Regions from separate parts of the Mus musculus genome. Here region 1 is linked to region 2. A link is a contact called in public Hi-C data. All regions are on one chromosome and are shown on one strand. The core of a region is the stretch at or near the end of the contact, and the rest is flanking DNA. Distances in the headings are between cores, read along the strand shown. Region 1 has its middle 45 kb from the start of Irx6. Region 2 has its middle 140 kb from the start of Irx5.

What was found. Hi-C and Micro-C count contacts between places; a contact is called where the count stands out from the background.
Region 1: a Hi-C map of stem cell-derived neural stem cells shows a contact between it and region 2, with 5 times the contacts expected there. The contact joins two enhancer-like sites. A contact is called at or near these places in 3 of 39 promoter capture datasets (the 3T3-L1 cell line and hippocampal neurons), 15 of 484 Hi-C or Micro-C datasets (the MC3T3-E1 cell line, MC3T3-E1-derived osteoblasts, brown adipocytes and 10 more) and 1 of 115 datasets of contacts at active chromatin or transcription factors (astrocytes).

Annotation. Positions count from the first base shown.
Region 1 is chr8:92,715,843-92,723,229 of GRCm38.p6, reverse strand. It overlaps the pseudogene Gapdh-ps16. Among named protein-coding and RNA genes, the nearest start is that of Irx6, 45 kb to the right of the region's middle. Within about 2 kb of position 1,484, at least 85 of the 459 cell types and tissues checked have an H3K27ac peak or open chromatin away from gene starts, as enhancers often do. A contact at or near this core is called in stem cell-derived neural stem cells, where this site is marked.
Region 2 is chr8:92,492,321-92,499,028 of GRCm38.p6, reverse strand. No RefSeq gene overlaps it. Among named protein-coding and RNA genes, the nearest start is that of Irx5, 140 kb to the right of the region's middle. Within about 2 kb of position 5,403, at least 11 of the 459 cell types and tissues checked have an H3K27ac peak or open chromatin away from gene starts, as enhancers often do. A contact at or near this core is called in stem cell-derived neural stem cells, where this site is marked.

The sequences.
Region 1 (7,387 bases), core at 235-2,734, 230 kb before region 2:
GCCTGTTGGCCACGTTTGTCTTTCTTCTTTCTCTATCTTTTGGCCTCCTAGAAGCGGTCTGGAATGACCCAAAGAGAAGCCTTTTGTGTGGTTCAGGAGAGCTTTTATTTCCCCCGTCATAAATCAGAGAATTGGAACTTCAGTGCCAAGAGGAAGGTTTAAGAATTAAAATGATGAAAACTTACAAGATCTTCCCAACAGGATGGTAATTGCACTCCCTTTTGTTGCAGAGGCTTCTGTATTTGGGTGACCTTGGCTTCCATTATGCACTGCTACCTTTGGCTCGGAATCTATAACTCAGGGGACTATTAATTATCTCCCTGTAAGTGCCGGCAAGAGTGAGGGGCTTTCTGAGAGACTGAGTGCCATATCGATACGATACGGAGTGGAGTGGCTCGGCCACTAGACAGCTGTTATCAGCGATTAGGGTTCAACAGCCCATACTCAAAGCTGGGAGATTAATCCTGCCTGCGCTCCCGCACCAACTCAAACTTTTCTGACCACCACAACCTGTCTGTGATTTGCTCCAGCTCATAAAACAAAATAGTTTATATATACAACTTAAACACTCCGTTGTTTTTTTTTTTTAAATCACTCAAATCCCTGGGGCTGTAATTTTCAGTTAAGAGTTGGATAAAGATAAAACACTGTGTTTTTAAATATTGTTTTTTGGATGTTTTTTTTTTCCCAGTGTATAGTTTAAGATCACAGGATCATATATTTTCATTTTTATTTTTTACAAGAGCATCAGAACTGGAGGCATAGACAACCCTAGTTCAATAAAATGTTCAGTATGTTGGGGGTTACACGGAAGATTTTTGCTTTTATTTTTGGTGTGTGTGTGTGTGTGTGTGTGTGTGTGTGCGTGTGTGTGTTAGAGATCACGGAAAAGGAGTGCATCTCATTTGCCATCTTTGTCTTTAAAGGTCTCACTCAAATCTGTGTTCTGGCTACTCAACAGCGTCCCTTGGAGACGTCTACCCTTCGATTTTAATCTTTAGTTACAGCCTAAGAACGATTCCAATTCCAAGAAGTTCTCAGCAGTCATGCCTAACCCCAAAGCCAAATTTCCATTTTCCCTCCTAATGCCCTAATTGAATTTAGGCCCGGGCGGTTGTGCTTTGCATAGGCACCCACCCCACATCAATGGCATGCGTTCAAAAGGAGACTTATGGAGTGGATCAGATAAATAAGGGCTGCAAATGTGCTGATTTACCCCAGCTTGTAAAACAAAACAATTTACGTACACAATTGAGACATTCTTTCTAGTTTTTTCATAAACCACATCCCTTGGGTGTATAATTGAGATTTCCTTGCCACCCAGAGAGGGTGAGATAGTCCTCCAGGCTTTGTTCCTCTTATGCCCGACTGGAGCTAGAGCTGGGAGCTGCTTCCTGCTTCCCAGAATGAGCTGCAACAGCCTGGGTTGGTCAGTTGTTGCTGAGGCTGCAGCTGCTGTCAAGTGCTAGACCCAGTCCACGACGCTAGGGAGCAGGCTGACATCAGGATTATGGAAGGCACGATGCCTGGGAACAGCAGAAGCCCCAGCCAAAGGAAGCTCATCTGTTTCTGTAGGCTTCGAGAGGGAAAAAAAAGAGAGCCCAAAGAGTCTAGGAATCATGCTCTAAAAGCTCTTGCCAGCTTGAGATGCGAACACAGAGGGGAACTTTACTTCTGTGGCTGAGCCCTGTGAGCCGAGATGGGGACCTTTCCAAAGGGGAAGCTGTGGCACGGGCTACTTCAGAGACCTGGGTACTTTTTCTCAATTGATTCCAGAATAGTTACAGTGGTATGACTCATTCTACGAGAGGAGGAGACAGAAAAGGGAAGAAAGTGACCAGGTCCTATAGTGGACTATCAAAACACAGTTGGAACGAATAAATTAGAGTGTCAAATAGAAACAGCAAATTGGAGAATTATTGAAGCACGCGTGGGTGTTAAGCATTGGATGTGGGCAGGCTCTCCAAGAAAGCCTAGAGTCAGAAGCTAGAAGGCAGCCGAGGCAGTAGGGAAGGAAGAGAAGGATGTGAACAAGAGATGTGAAGTTTAGGTACACTGTTTTATTTATTTATTTGTTTATTTATTTGTTTATTTATTTATTTATTTATTTATTTACCAAAATAAGCCAAGACAAATATGACTAGGGAACTCTTTATATTTAAAGCAATATGTTTTCTAAGAAAAATAATAGAATGTACATATGGGCCACTTTGAATACAGCTCAAACCTTAGGTCTAAAACTCAAGCCAGAACGCAGCTCAAAAGTTACAAAAGTCATTCACCTTTATAATTTCAAATGGCACCATTTGGGTGTAATTGAGTCTCTTTTCTCCTCCGCCCCTCTCCTTTTAGTCAAATTAAACTTATTGATTAGAGCCCATTAGTATGTAATGGATTGTTAATTTGACTCTTTTTACAAATCATATTTATCTGCACCAATAAAATATTTGGATTTAACATTCATATATCACATTTATGGTGACACTGATTGAAGGCCAAGCAATTGGAAGGGAAGGCAGACACCTTGTCCTTTGTGCACGCCAGGGAAATGTAAGTTGGTGCCATGAACTCTTGCACAGGTGGACACTTAGGAATGAGGTGAATTACAGAAAAGGAAGGACGTGTACCCCTCCTTTTTTTCAAGCTTGAAAACCCATTATAGTGTTTGCATATTCTTCAGCTGAAATGGGGCGCTCCAGGGCGTTGTTACTGAAGATTTTAAACTGTTGCTATAAAAATACCTGTTAAGAACAATAACAAAAAAAAAATCAGATTTTTGCTGAACATCTACTGAGACGGAGTAACTCATACTCATCTCTCCTACAGAGAGAAGGGATCTGAAGAAACAGCACGACCCACCTTCCCCTATCCCGTTGGACAGAGAGCACTTAGCAGGCAGCACTTAGCAGGGAAAATAAACATGGCTTTTGTGTATTTTAAATAGAAATCAACGGAGTCCTGTAGATGTCGCAAGGCTTTTTCGAGTACAGGGTGCAATACTACAAACCACTGCCCATTATAGTGTGTCTAGTCTTTGCATAAACCTGGAGTGATGCTAAAAAAAAAAAATCCTTAATGAATCCAACAGCAGGCACATCAGGCACATCAACCAGTGGAAGTGGCTGCCATCCGAAAGCCCGACACTGGTAAGCTTTCTGGCATTGCCAACCAGCATCGCCTGCTCTGAGTCTTTCTAGAACAGAAAATTTGACATCCGAATCCATGTAATGCTCATTGATAGGAGCTCTGGTTTCCCTAAGGGAATAATATTCCTCCCCCTCTCTTCTTCCTTCCCTCAGTTCTCCCCCTCCTTCTTTTCCATTTTTTTTTTAAATTTTTCTATCTGTAGCAGTCTTAACGCATACGGGTTTTTGTTTGTTTGCTTGCTTGCTTGTTTTCCTTTTGCAAGCCACCTCAAACCTATTGAAAGGAGAGCAGCTGTACGTTTTAAGTGAATAAAAAATAAATACATGCTCTTCCTGATCGTGGCCATATCCCATTATAAAAAGAGAAGGCAGGTACCATCAAAATTCCTTTGTTACTCTCAGGGCTGCCCTATCAATATTGTATAAAGCAAGCAAGTCATTGGCTAGGTTTTTAAGAATTCCTTTTATTATTTTTCAAGGATCCAAGGGTAATGTGTGCTATAATGGGAGCTGACCTGTAAAAGTAAAATTTCTTTGTTTGAAAAGTGGGAAGAACAAGTCTTCCCAGACGTGAGATGGTGGGCTGTGGCAATAAGTAGCCCACGATCTTTGCAGACACGCAGACAAAGAGTGTGGCCGACCATTACACACAGAGCTTGATAGCTACAACTTTTCCCCCCCATAGCCAGCTACCATAGAAAGTATACCAGGCCAATTGTCAAATCATCTCATAAAGGACAGGAAATTTCCATTTGTCATTTAATAGCTGTTTGTCACATACAAGGTGTCCTGAATAAGAACTGTGGGTTTTTATTTTTATTTTTTTTTTGTCCCCTTATGTCTCTTCTAAGATCGAATGTCCTTTTGCCAGTATGAAGTGACCTAATTTTTGAAGCAGTAACCTTTATTTTTTTTAGCTCCATTAACATGTAAGTTTTCATAGTGAATACTTTTATAATCTTGCCTCTAAGAAACTCAGCCTGCCCCATAGGCAATCATTAGCCTAGGTTAAGTATGTGGGTTGTAGCATGGGAGAGATGAGGCTTTTTCTTGGACTCAGCACAAATTTGGTGACAGAAGCAGAGCCACCCTGAAGTAAAGGCTAATACTCCTCCTTCCTTTCTCCCTGGGCCCTAGAGAATAGACTTTTACACAAAGATACAGCAGGACTCTGGACAGAACTGTAGAACCCTGCAGGAGTCCACTTGTTTATCTCTCTGTGGTTCCCCAGGTTAAAGATATATTCGTTGGTTATACCGTAAATTTAGGGACTGGAAATATTCTGAAAATCTCCACTAAGTGACTTCCTGCTGTGGCAACGCTCTTGTATCATATCTGGGAAATTAAATGTAAAACTCTTCTTGTGTCTACTTGGACGATTGTAAGAAGTGAGTAATCCGGTTTTTTAAAAAATATAAAAATACAAAAGGATTATTTACTAGTAAACAATACCACAAGGCAGCTGTCTTCTGTGACATTCAAGGTATCTTGAGTTGCTAAACACCTTGAGATGGAAAAAATAATTTTAAGAGTCAAAGGATTTTGACTTTGAAAGCTACCAAATGGCCTTTGAGGTCTGAGGTTTGGAGTTTGTTTTTCATTTCTATATTTGTACGTGCCTCACCCGGGGTTGTCGCGAGCAAGTTAGTATGGGTGCCTAATGGTGTATCATAGAGGATTTAACTTAATTCCACCATAATGAATTAATTCTCTCAGTGACACTGATTTGATGACATCACCTTGGCCAAGATTCAGCAATTCCAAACACCGAGCTATTCTGAGCAGTCTAGCATTGGAAATGAAGAGGCGGTTTTGCTTTGAGTCCCTGTGAACTCTCTGTCTATGAGGGGACAGGTGTGGAGGACATTGGTTATTCTGAGTAGATGAGTTAAAAATAAAACTCCCAACACTGGTGAGGAAATTGGATTCTGCATTCTCTTAAACTGTCCCCGGAGACCTTCATTTTACAAACAAGGAGTTTGTAAAATGGAGTTGAGGGAAGCCTTGCATGGGGCTCCTTCTTATTAGTGGATGTTGCCTGTGCCCTCATTAGTCACTGTAAACAGGGAAGGCATGGTGCCACCTCAGTTGTACTGCAGGAGGACGTTTTCCCAGCTTGGAAAAGGGAGAATGGGTGTAAAAATATGTATGCTGCGTTTTCCAGGACTGTGTTTGATTTCCTTTTGGGTTTGTTTGTTTTGTGGAACGAGAGGGACAGTGCATCCTATTCTTACTGGCTTGTATTGTTACCCCAGGAATGTTTTGGCAGATGCAAAATTAGAAACAAACTTCATGTGTTCTTCGGTGCCCTTCAGGGCCTGAAAGGACAGGAACAAAGTATCGTGGTTTGTCATCAGAGCTCCAGGAAGCCACAAGGAAACGGAGCTTATGAACCAAATTGCTCAAAACTGGAAAGAAATGAAAAAATGTGCAGCAGATGCTCCCAGACTGAGAACAAGCCTGGGGAAGGCCCACAGCAAAGCTGATTGGTCTCAAACAATGGCTATTTGCACTGGAGGAAATGCGCTCATGCACATACACACCCACCCACACCCTGCTTCTCTCCAATTTTGTTTTATAGTCATTTCCCTGAGACTTGAAATTGGTAAGTGTGGACACAAAGAAACACTTTGCCTAATTTTCCAGGCTTTTTGGAGTCATGGGTGTCACCCTGCATGTCTGGTATGTGTGCAGATGGTTTCTGCTGGCTTCAGTAAAACTGGAAAGCACTAAGACTGTAATGTTTTTTGTTTTTTGTTCCGTTTTTGTTTTTTGGACTATTAAAAGGGGCTGGTTGTCATTGCCCAGGTGTTGAAATGGGAATGTTATACTGACGTTTTGGAAGTGTTCCTCATGTTTATAGACCGGTAACACAATGTCTGGGTGAAGTCAATCGATACTGGCATCCACTCTGAGTCTGTGGATGCGTCAACCACTCACTTGTTTTTTACTCCTGCTTGTAAGCACTTCTCCTGCTTAATCAGGTAAGTATTCATTAAGGGAGTGATTTCCAAATGTCATTTTAAGTACCACTGTGTAGTTTTTTTTAAAAGAGACTTAGTTTCTTTAAAAATAAAATGAGGGCTCTCTGCTCCTCCCTGTTCCAGAGACAGCCGCATCTTCTTGTGCAGTGCCAGCCTCGTCCCGTAGACAAAATGGTGAAGGTCGGTGTGAACGGATTTGGCCGTATTGGGCGCCTGGTCACCAGGGCTGCCATCTGCAGTGGCAAAGTGGAGATTGTTGCCATCAACGACCCCTTCATTGACCTCAACTACATGGTCTACATGTTCCAGTATGACTCCACCCACGGCAAATTCAACGGCACAGTCAAGGCCGAGAATGGGAAGCTTGTCATCAACGGGAAGCCCATCACGATCTTCCAGGAGCGAGACCCCACTAACATCAAATGGGGTGAGGCCGGTGCTGAGTATGTCGTGGAGTCTACTGGTGTCTTCACCACCATGGAGAAGGCCGGGGCCCACTTGAAGGGTGGAGCCAAAAGGGTCATCATCTCCGCCCCTTCTGCCGATGCCCCCATGTTTGTGATGGGTGTGAACCACGAGAAATATGACAACTCACTCAAGATTGTCAGCAATGCATCCTGCACCACCAACTGCTTAGCCCCCCTGGCCAAGGTCATCCATGACAACTTTGGCATTGTGGAAGGGCTCATGACCACAGTCCATGCCATCACTGCCACCCAGAAGACTGTGGATGGCCCCTCTGGAAAGCTGTGGCGTGATGGTCGTGGGGCTGCCCAGAACATCATCCCTGCATCCACTGGTGCTGCCAAGGCTGTGGGCAAGGTCATCCCAGAGCTGAACGGGAAGCTCACTGGCATGGCCTTCCGTGTTCCTACCCCCAATGTGTCCGTCGTGGATCTGACGTGCCGCCTGGAGAAACCTGCCAAGTATGATGACATCAAGAAGGTGGTGAAGCAGGCATCTGAGGGCCCACTGAAGGGCATCTTGGGCTACACTGAGGACCAGGTTGTCTCCTGCGACTTCAACAGCAACTCCCACTCTTCCACCTTCGATGCCGGGGCTGGCATTGCTCTCAATGACAACTTTGTCAAGCTCATTTCCTGGTATGACAATGAATACGGCTACAGCAACAGGGTGGTGGACCTCATGGCCTACATGGCCTCCAAGGAGTAAGAAACCCTGGACCACCCACCCCAGCAAGGACACTGAGCAAGAGAGAGGCCCTATCCCAACTCGGCCCCCAACACTGAGCATCTC
Region 2 (6,708 bases), core at 4,154-6,653:
TTCAACTATACCGCCAGAGGCAGGAAAAGCCAGGAGGTGGGCTTTGGGGGCACTTTGGGAACGTTAGGAGAGGGTGGATGAGTTGGACCTACTCAGGCTTCCACTCCTGTCCGGACCATGAGCCTTCATACATGGCTGCTGTAGAGCCCTATAGAGGATGAGCATAGGCAATCCTCTTAGTCGTGGTGGGCTGTGGTGACAGATGAAGCTAGGCTTTTCCTAAGGGCGGAGGTACAAAGCCCAGCATCACCAGTTGCTCAGGTGAAATAGGAAGTTAGAAACCTCTAGGGAGTTTCCGTTCTGTGAGCAGAATAATGGGCTCCCACGTTGACTCCATTTATCAGCTCTCCGGGGTCTGGCTTTCAGGAATGACTGCAGGTGAGAGCAGGGTCCCTGAGAGTAGCAAGGCCATTGGTGTGGGACCACTTGTCACCCTCGAGTCTTTTTAATGTGGGCTGTTGACACACACAAGTGTCACCCTGCACTGTATAAATCACACGCTCTGTGATGGCACCCAAATGATGTTGAGGGAGGCCCGGGACCTAACTACCACTTCATCAAGGAGGCAGTGTGGGAGACAGATTCTGCTGGGAGGTAGTGGAGGGGTAAATGTGTCTCTCAGCCAATGCAGCCTGCAGTTCTTTATGGACAGAGTTCGAGGCTCAAATCCTGCCTCTGACACTCACTGGCTGTGGGCAACAGCCGAGGCCTGTAGCCTCCATCTGTAGAGTTTGTGGTTAAGGGCATCCATCTTGGGCTTGAAGCTGGTTCTGTACTTGACCTGCTAATTAATGGGGGCCAAGTTGCTTCTCTCTGTTTACGCTTCCATTTCCTCATCTGCAAAATTCTCTGTGTTGATACTAATCCCTCATAGGTCACTGTTGATTCCCAAGGCCTGGAATAGCAAGCTACCACAAACCGAGTGACAAAGTGGCTTGGGTATACTGTTCCCAAGACAAGATGGTCACAGTCACCAAGAAATCCAGGCCCCACTCTAGTGAAGGATCTTCCTAATACTCTCTGGCCCTAGAGTGTCCTGCCAGAGTCTATACATTGCCAACCTCTACCTTTGCTCCATGAGGAACACTTGACACTGGACATGGAGCATGCTTGGGCAACATGAAACATTGTGTGTTGGCTCTGAATTAAATAATACTTGTCAAGTCCCTTCTCCAAGCAGGGTCACATCCACAGAGCTCAGGCGTAGGACTTGGCCATAGCTTTGTAGGGGCCATAGTGCCATCCAGTGCCAGTAATACTCTGAGAATCAAAGAACCAGTGTTTATAGATCCCCTACGTGGAGCCTGGCACATGGTAAGCACTGCTACAAGCACCTACATATCCATCCATCCATTCATTCACCAAGCCTGGCTCCCCTTGTTCCCATGATCCTCTCCATGTACTCTGCTCTGGGTATGCTGTTCCAAGGAGTTCAGATCATCCCACTTCCCTGTTCTACTGAGCCTAGGACTTCAGCACTCCGATGCTTGCTCTGGTCAGCCCAGGGAGCTGTATCAGAGAGGATGCTCCAGCCCTGTATCATGCAATAGTGCAAAAAATGTCCATGGTGTCACAAGACTTGATCATAGCCACCTACTAATCTGATACATGTTTCTGATGTGCAAAATGGCAAGAAAGAGCTCACACTTAGGACTATCTCACCTGCTGACACACATGTTAAATCCACCGATCCCATTGTGTGGCTACACACTGAGCATGTGCCAAAGGTGGATGTTGCTCCACAGAGCACAGCACAAGTGCCGCCAAAGCCATGTAAAGTGTGATAGGCAAGCAGACCCTGAAGATCTGGGGGTACAGCCATCTCAGCCAAAATGCACACCATCTCAAGTCAAGTCCCCGTTGCTCAGAGCTGGGGTGAGCAGGAACAGACAAGACAGGGGAAGAGGGCTTTAAGGGCAAGGCATCATTGTGAGGATCCCTGTATGAACTTCCTCTGTCTACATTTCCATTCTCTCAACATCTGCTTAGCATCCCCCCAGCAGCATTGTGCTCTCCTCTATACACAACCTTTTCTCAGGTCAGATTCCTCACATCCCACACAAAGCCGTTAGATGCAGCTATGTCAAATGTGTGTCCCCTCCACATGCTTTCCCTCCCCTTTCACGTGAAGATTAATGGAAGAGGACCTAAAATCAGATGGCGTGCATTCATAACCCTTCCTTTACAAATTTGTGTGTAACTTAACCTTCCCCAGCTCACTCATAAAACTACTTAAGGATTCTGCAAGGGCTAAACATATGATAAATATATACATAATTTTATTAAATTATTAAGTTACACACACACACACACACACACACACACACGTATCAGTCATAAGTTACCACCATCGTGCTGTGTAACAAACCACCCAGAAGCAGTGGCTTAGATAACAGTACTCTTTCTGTTGGCTTATCTGGAGATTGGCTGGAAGCTGCTGGTCTTATCGGAGTTCTGATGAACCCAGCTCCACACTGTAGTTCATGGGACTCTGCCGATTGCCTCTGCCCTACTAGATCCATCAAGCTGCTTCAAGTTGCTTTGTTCTAGTGATGGCAGAAACACAAGAGGTCCTTGTCACCTGTACGAACAGCCCACACACGTTAGCTAAAGTTCATCACATAGCTGAGTTCAAGGTCAAACAAGGAAGTGCGTAGCATCCTGGTGGGAAGAGTAGCCAAATCCCTTCCTCACAAAATAGGCCTGTGTATATGGGAGGGACCACTACCTCCATCTACCTCAACATAAGGAAGGCAGTTAGACGTGCCACCATGGGGAAGGTGTAGCTCAGGATTCGTGAGCTGTTGGAGGATTAATTCATATCTCACACCTTGCAAATCATGTCATCTTTGTATTCACCCCCAACCTGACTGGGGCTCCATACAGAGCAAAGAGGAGCTGGGTGAGCAGCCCCTCAACCTTGCAACAGCTCATTATGAAGGATGTTGATTGAGTTTATGTTAACATCAAGGGAAGGAGGTATGGCAAGGTTAAGGATGCACAGCTAATAAACACTATGCATGGCTGAAACTCCTACTTTCTTCAAGTCTCTGCTCAGGTGTCACCTCCCAAAGGCTCTTTCCCTGACCACCCTGTCTCCAGTGGCATCCCCTTTCTCTGCATGATCCATATTGGACTTGATCCTTTATTTTTCTCCACAGCACCTGCAATATTGCTCATTTGACCACTGTCCCTTCTCAGATCTGATCTGTTCCCCTCTGACCTCTGGATCCATCCTGTCTGATTTACCACATTTGTACTGGCATGTCGCGTTGTTTGCCCCAGGCGATGTTACCAAATAAATATATCCAACAAAGAATTGGGTCCTGAGCTGGAACGACTTGATAGCCCAATGGAATTGTAAGATGTGCATCTGTTTTACTAGTGCTGAAACTGAGGGTCAGAGGGGGAAAGTGATTTGTTCAAACGTGGTGGTCAGTGTTAATTGCCAACCTGACAAGATCTAGAATAGCCTAGTAGACAAACCTCTAGGTGTGCCTGTAAGGGATTATCTTAATTAGGTTGGCTGAGGTGAGATCCACCTTAAAAAGCGGGCATCACCGTTCCCTAGGCTTATGCTCTAGGCTTCCAGAGGAGAAAACACAAAGCACGAGAGCATCCATAGCTCTGCTTCCGGGCTGTGGTGCACTGTGACCAGATGCCTGAAGCTCCTGCCACTGAACTTTGCCACCTGATAGATGTTACACTCAAACTGTGAGCTGGCCTCGAACTCAGAAATCCACCTGCCTCTACCTCCCAAGTGCTGGGATTAAAGGCATGCGCCACCACTGCCTGGCTCTTCTTTACATTGCTTTGGTTATTTTATCACAACAGAAAAATGTTACTAATATACCAGTTTTTGTTGTTGTTGTTGTTCTTGTTGTTGTTGTTGGTGGTGGTGGTGGTGGTGGTGGTGGTGGTAGTGGTGGTGGCGGTGGTGGTAGTGGTGGTGGTGGTAGTGGTGGTGGTGGCGGTGGTGGTGGTGGTGGTGGTAGTGGTGGTGGTGGCGGTGGTGGTGGTGGTGGTGGTAGTGGTGGAGGTGGTAGTGGTGGTGGTGGTGGTAGTGGTGGTGGTGGCGGTGGTGGTGGTGGTGGTGGTAGTGGTGGTGGTGGTGGTGGAGGTGGTGATAGTGCTAAGTATCTCTGTGATCCTAAAGACCTTGGCATACTATCTCACCTAAAAATCCCAACATGGTAATAGCCCCAAACTACACCCAAACACAGGCCTCAACCTAGCCTCACATAGGTCCCTGGAAAATGGCTTGAGGGCCTCAATTCCCTGTTTATAGTTCCGACGGAACACTGATCAGAGGCCAGTCCTTGCCCAAAGTCCCCTCTTTATGAGCTATGTGGCCTAGGGTGATGATCCCCTAATCTTTTGGCATTGCCCTGCAAAAGGTATGCGGGAACCCTGCTGCTGCCAGGAAAAGTTGGGGGTCAGAGCTCTAGTTTTGTCGCAGACAATTCTATTTACCTGTTCCATAGTCTAGAACTTCTGGTGGAATATCGCTTGATGTATAATTACTAGGCTAGTGACAGAGAGCAGGGGTAGCCATAGCTGAACTGCTGCTGCTCCTAGTGATGCTGCTGATGCTGATGCTGATGGTAATGATGCTGATGCTCATGCTAATGATGCTGATGCTGATGCTAATGATGCTGATGCTCTCATTCACCACTGTGGGAATCTAAGATAGGACCCTGCAAAGTCGCACTTGGACAGTTTCTGAAGAAGCTGAGGCCAATCCTACTTACCAAAAAGGACAAACACATGCACAACTTGTGTAAGAGTGCTCACAGCAACTTCACTGATAACGGCCTAAAGTAGAAGCAGTGGGCACTTCTCCTTCACTTCACTTCATTCCTCCTAGGGAGCCGATGAACCAATGGGACCTTCTCTGTAAGGATGTCTGCTTGCTCATGTAAGGAGCTGCAAGCTACCAATGTGCTCTACAGCACAGTTGGCTCTCGTGTACACCGTGGTCAATGCAGTGCCTGCATTGTGCGTGTTTTCATTTACAGAACATCCTGGAAAAGGCTGAGCTCTAAGGAAAGACAACAGACTGGTAGTTGCTGGCAGAGATAACCACAAGGTAGGTTGCTGGGGTGGAGATTGGGGGAAGATGGAACTTGTCTGTAACTCTGCTGGGGCTATCTGCCCAATCCCATGTTTATAACAATTCCACCAAACACAAAAGTATACACCTTAATTTAAAACTTCAAAGAGAATTATCAGAGGAAAGATTCTGTTGCTACAAAACAACAGCTGGCAAATTGTCAACGTGGTGCAAAGCAGGGACCTTTCCTAAGCAGCCGTGTGGATTCCTGGGAGGCTTCAGTGCTGCCTTCCCCTACTGGGGCCAGGGCCAGAGCAGTCTGTGGCTCTGGTGTTATGTGTCTGAGAGGTACTGGGCATCGTGCCTAAAGACAGCCAGTCCTCCATACTGGTCTGCCATGGCCTCCACTGAACAAATACTGACCCCTGCTGTCTCCATTTCTCCTCCTTTCTTCCTGCCTGCTCTCAGGGACAGAAACTTGAAGCTCATCTCCAGGTCTAAAGGCTCTAGTGGAGTGCTGTGTGGGGTGCTGAGGGCACCATCCATCTGCTGCTTCAGGGAGGGAGACGCCACCGAATGGCTTGGATGCTGAAGCTGCACCCTCTGGCCCAGGGCAGATGCAAGGCAGACAGAGGTGGGAAGCCTAGAGGTTCCCAGGATCCTTTGCTGCCCACTTGGCTGTGGAATTCAGATTTTACTGCCCCTGCCCTCCATGTGAGGAATGGATTCTAAGAATTCACAGACTAGGCAGCCCTGTGTGAGGCGGGAGGCAAACTGCTGTAGCTTTGGTGAAGCTGGGCTTCCTTGGGCCTTAGTTTCCATCCCTGCTAAGTGAGATACCAAGCCCCCTTTTTTTCCCTATGTACTCATTTGTTATGTGAATGGAGAGTCCAGGTACTGTAATGGCCTCGGTATAAAGGAATGGACCAAGCAGCTATGATCTCCTCCATCTTTACAGGCTTGTTGCTAAGACACACATGTAGGCCTAATCTCTGGGGAGAGCCTGGGTCTGCTTAGCTGTTTATTCCATGAAAAAATCAGCATGGAGGGAGAAAGATGCTAACCCAAGGTGAGGGGGGAAAGTGTAGAGTGAGAGGAATTCTTGATACCATCCCCCATCTCAACACTCACCAAAATGAGCTTAGATGCATGCTTCAATAAGATTGCTCCAGCTTTGACCCTCTAGGATGAGCATGCCCAGGGTAGGAAGCAGCCTAAGAAGCCAGAGTCAGCATGAAATGCCTGGGAGACCACGTTTCCAAAAGTACAACTCGTGTATAAGTGTGTGTATCTGTGTGTGTGTGTGTGTGTGTGTGTGTGTGTGTGTGTGTGTGTGTGTGTGTGTGTGTGTATGTGTACACGTGAGTACTCCTGCCTGAATACATGCTACAGAGGCTCCTATGTGTCTGCTCTGGTGTGTGTGTGTGCACTCCTGTGTGCCCACATCAAGCCTCTGGAAGAATATAGGTAGCTGGGTTCTGTGCATGTGCACAGCTCCCTGGTCCACAAAACACCATGTGCTCTACTGGTTGGGCTGTGTGAGGGGTGTTGAGTGCAGGGTTCATACATGGAAGTTGATTTGTGTGTATTAGCCCATGCTCTGCATGTGTTTTTACCAGAACACGTCTGTCTGCCTCAGTTACACAGATATGTGT